Linked DNA regions of Gossypium hirsutum: region 1 is linked to region 2. A link is a contact called in public Hi-C data. All regions are on one chromosome and are shown on one strand. Each heading gives the region's core, a stretch centred on a gene start, on an enhancer-like site or on the middle of the called end of the contact. The rest is flanking DNA. Distances are from core to core; before and after follow the strand shown. Region 1 has its middle 45 kb from the start of LOC121220478. Region 2 has its middle 29 kb from the start of LOC121220478.

Evidence for each region. A called contact is a pair of places that touch in the nucleus more often than the background predicts.
Region 1: a Hi-C map of leaf shows a contact between it and region 2, with 7 times the contacts expected there. The contact joins two enhancer-like sites. A contact is called at or near these places in 10 of 34 Hi-C or Micro-C datasets (callus, fibers, hypocotyl and 2 more).

What each region holds. Positions count from the first base shown.
Region 1 is chrD08:48,672,221-48,677,754 of Gossypium_hirsutum_v2.1, forward strand. No RefSeq gene overlaps it. Among protein-coding and RNA genes, the nearest start is that of LOC121220478, 45 kb to the left of the region's middle. Within about 2 kb of position 2,596, at least 3 of the 9 cell types and tissues checked have an H3K27ac peak or open chromatin away from gene starts, as enhancers often do. A contact at or near this core is called in leaf, where this site is marked.
Region 2 is chrD08:48,598,255-48,603,548 of Gossypium_hirsutum_v2.1, forward strand. No RefSeq gene overlaps it. Among protein-coding and RNA genes, the nearest start is that of LOC121220478, 29 kb to the right of the region's middle. Within about 2 kb of position 1,992, at least 1 of the 9 cell types and tissues checked has an H3K27ac peak or open chromatin away from gene starts, as enhancers often do. A contact at or near this core is called in leaf, where this site is marked.

The DNA.
Region 1 (5,534 bases), core at 1,346-3,845, 75 kb after region 2:
TTGGGCATTTTTAAAGTCTTTGCTCCGTTCCTGTTACACGACAACGAGCAAAGAGGGGCAGCTGTAATACCCAATTTTAGCCCGGGCTCACATATGGAAACATAATTTTTGAGGATATGCAATCTTAGATATGATATGCAATCCTAGATATGATATGCAATCTTAGATATGATATATGCAATCTTAGATATGATATGCAATCTTAGATATGATATATAATCTTAGATATGATATGCAATCTCAGAATATATGATTTTGTAATCTTAGAGATTTAATTTGTAGATACCCTTTAATCTCAGCCGTTGATGTAACTGATTTGTACCGTTGGATTTGGTGAGGCTCAACTATAAATAGAGGCCTCTCCCTTCAAAAAAAAGAAGAAAAGGGGAAGAGGAATAAAAAAGAGAACGATTGACAGTTTTTTTAAAGGTGGCTTACTATTTTTTTCTTTCGATTATTTTTTTACTTATTTATGATTTAAAAAAAGGGGGAAGGTGATACCACTGCGAATTTTATTTATTTTATTTAGCCCCTCCGCCTTTTAATGTTTTTGTAATTAAGTTTTTTTATTTTTCTTAATTTACCCTTTTATTTATTTTTATTTCAATTGGGTCTAAGTTGAACGGCATCGTTTTAGAGGAGAAGGAAAAATTTCCCTTCCAGCCCCTCTATGTAATTCGCGCGTTCAAATTAATCCTTTTACTTTTATTTATTTACAGATTTACCCTAGTTTTTTATTGCAATTCAATTTAGTTTTTCTTTTCTTTTTTTGTTCTTTTCATTTATTTTATTTATTAATAACGTAATCATTTTTTTAAAATCTATACATGTATATTTTATGCACATATTTTTAACTTATATTTTTCTCACATTTATATATGTATATATATATGTATATATATTTTTTAAAAAATTAATTTTGATAATGTACTCATTATTTAATTTTTTATCTATGTATATTCCTTTTATATGTACATGTATATATATTTTTTAAAACGAATATTTTCCTATATTTTTTAATGAATATTTTCATATTTATATGTATATATTTACGTTTTTTTAATGATTAAATACTCACTTTTTCTTTTTTAAAATATACCAATTTTTTATTATTTTATATATTATGTATTGTATTTATATATAAATTCTATAACCCAAAATTTTATTTGTAAATTATATGTATATTTTTAATCTTCATAATTTTCATGTGTATATTATATGCCTTTTGATCCTTATTTATTTGTTTGCTATCCCATCCATTGTATAATTGTGTTTACATTTAATATTTTGCATGTCATGGATTAACTTTTTTATTATTTCGTTTATTCATTTGCTTATATTATTTTTATGTCGATGATGTATTTATTATTGTTATTATTATTATAGCATTTGTATGTATAAAATCACGTTACATCATTTTTTACTCAAATTTAAAGATAGAAATTTTTAAAATTGAAATAATGTTCGTATTTAGGATTTTCAAGAGAATTGAGCCCTAACGTATTGGGTTCCGATTTTCTTCGTTAAATCCGACAATCGAGCATTTCTCTTCAATCAAAAAAATAAAAACTCATTATTGGGAATTCAACACGTTGTGTCCTAACGTATTGGATGTGACGCATTGATTTCTCGAAATGAAGATTTTTTTTAAAAATCATGAAGGAAATATTCCGAGTTTGAGATTCTAAAGGAATTGTGCCCTAACGTATTGGGTGTGATTTCTTAAATCTTGGATAAGTGGATGTTCTTTTAAAGTAAAGGAAATATTCCGAGTTTGGGATTCTAAAGGGATCATGTCCTAACGTATTGGGTGTGATTTCTTAAATCTTGGATGAGTGAATGTTCTTTTAAAGTTTTATTGTATAAATATTCTGACCTAATTCATTTTGGGAGAAATTAGAATGTTGTGCCCTAACGTATTGGGTATGGCATTTTTGCTTCTCTGAATTGAAAAGGGTCTTAATATGCAACGTTTTAAGTTTTTAAAGATTATATTTTTAAAATTTTCGACCTTAAGACATTAATTAATTAACTAGGCACCAATTTTTGGGCGTAATGAGGGTGCTAATCCTTCCTCATACGTAACCGACTTCCGGACCCGTTTTTGTAATATTCGTAGACCAAAGTCGTTTTAGGTGACCCAATCACACCTTAATAAAAGATTTGTGGCGACTCCCAATTTTTATTTTTTAAAGTCGGCAACCTAAATTTTTTTTTGTTTTCAAAAAAATGGTTTCGACACTCCGAACCATAGAAGGAGACCTACTAATGCGGGAAAGTCTAGTATGGAAGGAAAGAAAAATTAATTGATGACTGAAGGAGCAAGCAATTCGTGCTTCCAAATATTGCCAATCAATGGCGATGAGGATGCAACTGAATCTGCGCAAGAAATTGTTAATGTCCAACAGAAATATATAGATAATCAAACAAGGAAAGAATCATGGTAGGATTTTCACAAAGAAATAGCTTTGGAGGGTTTGATGAGGTTTTCAAATGGAAGAATCGAGATTTTTAAGCAAAGAAGGCAGACGTATGCAGGTGGGTGAAGGAGAAAATAAGGAAATTGGGCAGCGGGTCCCACCTGGGTTTAAACCAATTACTGTTTGTGTATATACTTTACCAAAATCAAGTCATAAAGTGGTAACTATTGAGGATAATAATGTGGTAGTGGGCCTGCCTAATCATGAAAGTAATTTATTGGTAATGGGTCAATCCAATCATGAAAGTCATTTGTTGACTTCTTCTTCAAAAACTCCCATGCATGCAACAAATGACTTGGGCACATCCATGCATGAGATAACCAATAGGGGTTTTAAGGTGCGAAAAAAAAACAAAGTCGTGCCAAACCTTTAGGGGTGTTGTTATCTGACTTGGTTGATTCAATGACTCGTGAATTAGATAATCATGATAATATTTTGGGGTTTAAAGCTAATTTGAAGTTGTTTTCAATTTCGGATGGCATGACTGAAGAGCAAAAAGATGATGACCAGGTCCACCGTTCTATTTCTCCTTTTATTTAATTATGTCTCATTTCTTTTTATGGAATTGCCAATGAGCAAATAACTCTCAATTTGGTAGATATTTTAATTTTTTTTATGAAACATTATAATTCTTGTCTTGTCACTTTTTTTGAAACAATGATAAGCGGTATGAAGGTGGACAATTTCATTCGGAAGTCTGGTTTTGATAACTCTTTAAAAGTTGAAGCGAAAGGTTTCTCTGGTGGTATTTGGATTTTATGGCGGAAGGAACTGGATGTGAATATTATTCAAGTAAGTAATCAATTTATTCATATAATTTACAAGTTTGATTATCATAAATTTTCATGCTATGCTACCATGGTTTCTGCAAGCCCTAACCCGAAAAAGAGGGTAGTGGTATGGAACCAACTGTTAAGTTTAGCCCCGCCTAACAATGAACCTTGGGTCCTTAGGGGTGATCTTAATGCGATTGTCTCGACTAATGAACGAAGAGGTGGTGCTAGGAATGGGTCTTTGGGTAATGTTCCTTTTAAGGATTTTATTTTTCAAGGGGTCTGTTGGATCTTGGCTATATAGCGGTCCAAAATTTACGTGGGGAAGAGGGAATCTTTTTCAAAGGCTTGATCGATGCATTGGTAGTAAGGAGTGGATTAATATGTTCCCTAACTCTCTGGTGAAACATTTGGAATAAATTGGATCGAATCATCGTCCGCTTCTTTTAACTATTCATAACAGAATCAGCAAATCTTGTATTCAAGTTTCTGGCAGCTTGGCAAAATCACCCTCTTTTTAAAGGTTTCCTTTAATCAGTTTGGGGTCCAAAGAAATATGCTCTTACGAATATAAATGTGTTTACTCGTGATGTGAAGAAATGGAATGTGGAGGTGTTTGGGCATATTGGTAAGCGAAAACGAAATATCTTTCGACAACTAGCGAGAATTGAACATGCTTTGTATAATTCTAATTCAATTTTCCTCCTCCAATTGGAAAAAGACTTGAAAAAAGAATTAGACATTCTTTTGAGTCAATAAGAGAGCCTTTGGATGTAAAGGGCCTACTCTAAATGCATCACGGAAGGAGAACAGAATATGTAGTTTTTTCATCTCACTGCATCGCATAGACATCGTGTGAATAGTGTACATGCTTTGCGATTCGATTCTGGTGAGTGGTGTGATGATGATTGGGTATTAAAAACCTTGGCTATAAATTTCTACAAATACCTGTTTACCAAAGATGATTCGGTGAAAGGTTTTTCTGCTATGAGGGGTTATTTTCCTCCTTTGGAGGCACTGGTATTTCAAAAATTATCTGTTGAGGTAATCGACGATGAGATTAAGAAGGTTATGTTTGACATGCATCCACAAAAATTACTGGGTATTGATGGGATGCATGTAATGTTTTATCAGAAGAATTGGGAAGTGGTTGGGAGATCTATTTGTTCATTTGTTCATGATGCTTTCTTGGATGGGAATATCGATGATTGGGTAAATTGTACAGTCATTGTTCTTATTCCAAAGGTGGAAAAACCAGAACAGATTCAATATTTTTGAATGATAAGTCTCTGCAACATTCTCTATAAGGTGATAACAAAAGTTGTGATTAACCGTATGAAGGAGTTCATAAGCAATTAGGTTCAACTTAATCAAGTTAGCTTTGTTCCTGGTCGTTCTATCTCAGATAATATTATTATTGCACAAGAGATTATACACACCATGTAGAAGAAAAGGGGTCAAAAAGGATTTATGGCAATGAAAATTGATTTGGAAAAGGCTTATGGTAGGTTGGACTGGAAATTTATTAAAGATACCCTTTTGGATGTTAGGATCCTGACTAATATTAGGAGGCTCATTATGAATTGTGTGCATTCTGTTTCGATGCAATTGAGTTGGAATGGGGACCTCTTTCACGTTTTTTGTCTTTCACGTGGTATTAGGCAAGGAGACCCATTATTGCCTTACCTGTTTGTTTTATGTATGGAACGACTTGCTCATACTATACAAAAAGAAGTTCAAGAGCAACGATGGAAGCCTTTCAAATTTAATTGATCTGGACCAATAATTTCCCATCTTTTCTTTGCTGACGATCTCATTCGTTTCGCATAGGCAATTTTAGATCAAATGGAGATGATTAACAATGTCTTGCAGAATTGTTCTTTTCAATCAGGTCATAAGGTTAGTGTTTCAAAAACTCAAGTTTATTCCTCTAAAAATAATCACATGTTTTTGAAGGGCTCTATAAGCAAAGGATTGGGTTTTGCTACTGTTGATAGCCGTGGTAAATATTTGGGTGTCCCTCTTCTACACAGATGAGTAACCAATGAGACTTATAGTTATGTGATTCATAAAATAAATTTGAAATTAGCTAGTTGGAAAGCGCGTACAGTGTCCCTTGCGGGTCAAATCACTATTGCTAAATCGGTGTAGTTTTTATACTAGTATATGTTATGCAAAAACCGGTTCTTCGAACAAGCCTTTGTTTAGAGATGGACGTAATTTTGTGTGGGGAAAGACAAATGACTCAAAGGTGATCAACCTTGTCAATTGGGAAAATTTA
Region 2 (5,294 bases), core at 742-3,241:
GTTTTGTCAAAAAAATGGTGTCAACAGTAATCAAATACATAATACCATTCATCAATTTAATATATATAAACATTAAAGTTTAACCATACGAACTTACTTGGGTTAAATTGTAAGATTTGTAGAAGTTCATAGATTGTTCTGCTAACTTCCCTTTTTCATGAGTATCTACGGCCTCTTGATCTAAAATATAAATTATCCATTCATTAGTATATATTTCAGTTCCAATTCACTTCACAATTAATGCCCTCAATTTTTAAAATTACATAATTACCATAACTTTTACAACTTTTACAATTTAGTCCCTTACTAATTAATCTTTCAAATGAGCTAATTTTTCTCAATTGATAATTCATCTAAATATTCTAAGCTATTATATAGCTCTTGATATTCATAATTTTAATACCAAACCCTAATATTTAACCTTTTCACAATTTAGTCCCAAAATCAATATCTATCAAAATCACTTTATAAAATCATCATACAACAAAATTAAAGCTCTATATCCATGTTAATTCATCAAAAACACTCAGCATTCATCAATGGTAACTTTCAAAATTTCCAATAAAATCAAAAACTAATGAAATAGTTAGTTGGACCTAATTGTAAAAGTCTTAAAAACATAAAAGTTCCAAGAAAAAGGCAAGAATTGAACTCACTTGAATCAAAAATATGAAACCAGCTTCTCAAGTTCTCTCTTATGGTGTTTTTAGGCTGAAATTTGGTGTTGAAATGTCTAGAAACTCTTAAATCCCAATTTAGCTATTTTAATTTTTATTTTATTTCCCATTTTGCCCTTGTTTCGCCTAATTTCATGATTTTTTTTCTGCTTATGCCGCCTCAGCCATCCCTTGTTGTGTCAATTTTCCCTTTTGGTCCTCCCTTATTTATCATTTGGGCTATTTAATCACTATTTCTTTAATTAGCAAGTTTTGCACATTTTTCAATTTAGTCCATTTTAATTAATTAACTATCAAAACGTTAAAATTTTTTAACGAAACTGTAATACTACATTAATAAAACTTTTTAAATATTTGTAAAAATATTTACGATTTGGTTTATAAAATCGAGGTCTCGATACCTCGTTTTCTAAACCATTTAACCTAATAAATCCTTATAAAACACAAACTACTAATTCAAAAATTTTCCTAAAATCACATTTAACTCGTAAATACTAAATAATAAAATTTATGAGCTTACTCATCGAATTTTGTGGTCTTGAACCACTGTTTCTGATACCACTGAAAATCGGATTTTTACATTAAGTCTTTATATTTTTTGTACATTTAAAAGTTAGTCCTCCTACAATATTATATAATGATATATCATATAAAATATTAATAATTTATATATATACAAATGTATCGATGATTAAACATTATAATATCATATATTTTATTATAATTTATATTATAATAATAGTTATATATGTATTTATATTTTTAGTAATAGTTATATATTATATTATTAATAATATATTAGTAATATACTAATTTATTATATCAATTTAAGGTCAGGTAATTGGTTTTAGTTTTGATAATAATGATATAATATATTATTATGTTATCATTAATTTTCAAATTTATAGATTTTAATAACTATCAATTTTATATATTTATTATACATATATAATTATAGTATTAAAAATATTTTATATTAAACTAATGTCTTTAAAATTTTATTTCACTTTATTATTTAACATAAAAAATTATTATTAATTACTTCTCCTGTCAGTAAAATTGTAATATAAATATGCAATGTTTATGAATATATTTTCAAAAAATATAGAAGTATCATTTATGTATATTTTAAGTGATATCTTAAAATTATATTAATTATTAATATCTATTATGGTTGTTTAGTTATAAAATCGGGCTTTAAGTCAGAGTTATCTCGGGTTCGAATTTTTTAAGCTCGGATCTGTTACAGGTTTGGGATTTCACGGGCTTGGATCGTTATAGCTCAGGTTGGCAGGGGCGAGCGTTTTGCCAAACTCTGATTGTTCTCCATCACCTGACGCTCAGACACTCATCCGGGTTGTCTCTGGGCGTGAGTTTGTTAAATAATGTTTGGGCTTGAAAAAACGGATGTGTGATAAACTTGGGCCTCGCTGATCTCTAACAGAGATTGAGTTTTGAGCAATATCCTGCCATTTTTCTCACAAAAATGGATTTCTGGGGTTTCGAGTCGAGCATGAAAAGTTGCAGCAAACACAAGTTCTAATGTAGTAGTTATTACCAGAAAGTTTAATAATTTTCAGAAACCAAATTAAAAGAAAAAATAAATTAATTCTTTCTTTCGTTACTTAATAAGCTATGATACATCTATAGAATAAAATAATACATCATCTAAAAAATGAACACAAATAAATTTATTTTTAAAAATTTGAAATAATATATAGAATTATACACCGATATTTGTAATAAACATTAAAATATTATATCTGCCGAATTTCAGCAATTTTAATGTTATGGGTTAAATTTGATGTTGAAATCACAGGAAAATATAAATTTATAGCTTGATTGTATGCAATATTTTATATAAACTCAAGTACTTATACATTAATTTCATTTTAATCAAACTTTGAATTGAATACTATCATAATTGTTTATAATTTTGAGGTTAAATCAATATATAAACATCTTTTATAAGCACAATATTGAAAGAAGACAGATTTTAACCGATAAAAAATTTAATTGTTACTAAATATAAGACTCTGAGAATAAAATATAATAATTAATAATAAACTAATATTTAGAATAAAACTGATTAAAATAATAAAAGTAAAAAGTAAAATTATCTAAAATTTTAGATCACACTCGTAATGTTAAATAACTTAAGAATTAGTGATATTGATATTACATTTTATAACCAGATTATGAGTTCTATACAATATTTAAAATCTAAACAAAATAATCTTAATTAGAAATATAAAGTAAGATTAAAAGTGAATAAAACGCACCTTATCCGGTGGTGGGAAGCAAGGCGAATGGGAGAAATAATGTCATATAAGTAAAGCCTGCCAATCTTTCTAATCAACTGTTTCTTCTTGTGTTGTGTTCCTCGGCATCCCATGAGTAAAGCAAATAGCAAGGGTTTTTTTACACAAATGGTATATAAAAAACAAAATATTGAAATAGGATGTCAGAAATTTTTTTTATCAAAATAGGTTACTTTTTTATTGGAGCCTATTAGGTAGGCGCGAATGAATAAAAAAATAATTATTTTTTTGAATAAAATATTTTTTATATTTTTTTAATAATTTTTTTAAAAAAAATACGAGTCAAAATACAGTCAATGGGTCGGGTCGGGTCGGGTGGTGCCTATCAAGTAGGCGCCAATGAAGGTGCCTCACAGAGAGGCGCCAATGAATATTGTAATTTTGTATTAATATTGTAATTATTTTATAATTAAATTTGTATTTATAGTTTTGGATTAGTATTTTGTATGAATATTGTAATTTTTTATATGAATATTATAATTTTGTATGAATATTGTAATATTATAATTTTGTATGAATATTGTAATTTTGTAATTTTGTATGAATATTGTAATGTCGGGATATATTGTAATATTGTAATTTTTTGTATGAATATTGTAATTATTTTATAATTAATTTGTTAGTAATTTAGGATTATGTTATAAATTTTTGTGTTTGTAATTATTTAAAATTTAATTTATTAGTAATTTAGGATTAAGCTATAAGTTGTTGTGTTTAGTTTAATATTTGGTGAGTTTACATATAAAGTTTATAAAAAAATTAAAAATCATCTTATTAAAAGTTTAATTATAAAAAAATTAAAAATCATTTTATTAAAAGTTTAATTATAACTGACTTTTTTAATCATATGGTTGTTGTTAACTAATTTAATTTTTATATAATGTAACTTTTATATAATTAAATTTTATTTGATTTTGTATTTATTTAACAGTATTTATTGATTTTTTGAAACAAATTAACTGAATTCATTTTTTTGATTACAAAATTACAAACACAAAATTACAATATTCATATGAAAAATTACAATATTCATACAAAATACTAATCTAAAACTATAAATACAAATTTAATTATAAAATAATTACAATATTAATACAAAATTACAATATTCATTGGCGCCTCTCTATGAGGCACCTTCATTGGCGCCTCTCTGTGAGGCACCTTCATTGGCGCCTACCTGATAGGCGCCACCCGACCCGACCTGTTGACCGTATTTTGACTCATATTTTTTAAAAAAAAATTATTAAAAAAATATAAAAAAAATATTTTATTCAAAAAAAAATATTATTATTTTATTCATTGGCGCCTACCTAATAGGCTCCAATGAAAAAGTAACCTATTTTGGTAAATTTTTTTTTGACATCCTATTTCAGTAGTTTTTTTCTATACCATTTGTGTAAAAAACCCCAAATAGCAACTTATGGAAATTTTGTTGTGAACAATATATACACCTCGTTTTTTGTTCTTTCACTAATTCCCAACATCGGCAAAATCAGCCTTCCATTCAACTGATAGTCACTCATGGAAACCTCCTTAACCCTGTTTGTAGGGCCTGGATTTTCATTACCTCATTTTATGATCAAATTTAGGGTTTTAGATTAACATGTCATGGGACCAAAACCTTTTTCTTCTTTTTTGCTTTAACAATGAAAACTCCACTATTCGTTCTAGCCACCTAGCTAGCTATATATAGACAGAAACTAAGTTAGTGATTATGCAAAGCAGGTAAGAAAGCTGATAAAAAAAACAAAAAAACCCATGTGTATGTGTGTATAAGTGAAGGACATTTATATTTGGTTATTGCATGCACTTAATTACTTCAATCGGAATTTCAAACTGTTAAAAGAAAGGGAAAGAATTTGACTTCCATTTTACCTTCGATCCTTTTCTCAGGCCAAGCATTGTTCCAAAGGTTTCACTTTGAGGGAAGATGCAACCAACCTTCTCCACCTTGAAACCCTAGAGAGGTTAGCAAATAATAATAACAATAATAATCTACCGAAGTTTAAAGGTAGATCTGAAAGAGACAGATCGGATACAGGAAGCCATCATGGGAAAAACCTGCCTAATGATGAACCAGAAAGGTGTGTTTGGACTGACAAAAACAACATCATGCATTCACAGAAAAAAAAAACAAGGTTAATGATGAAAAGGAAATTGGTCAAAGCCCTTATCATTGCACCAATCTGCAAATAAAAAAAAACCCTTAATTGCTCTTAAAACAAAACAAAGTACCCAATGACGTAAATAAATCTTCCAAAAGAGGAAAATAAAAAAAGGGGTAACACCGAAAAAT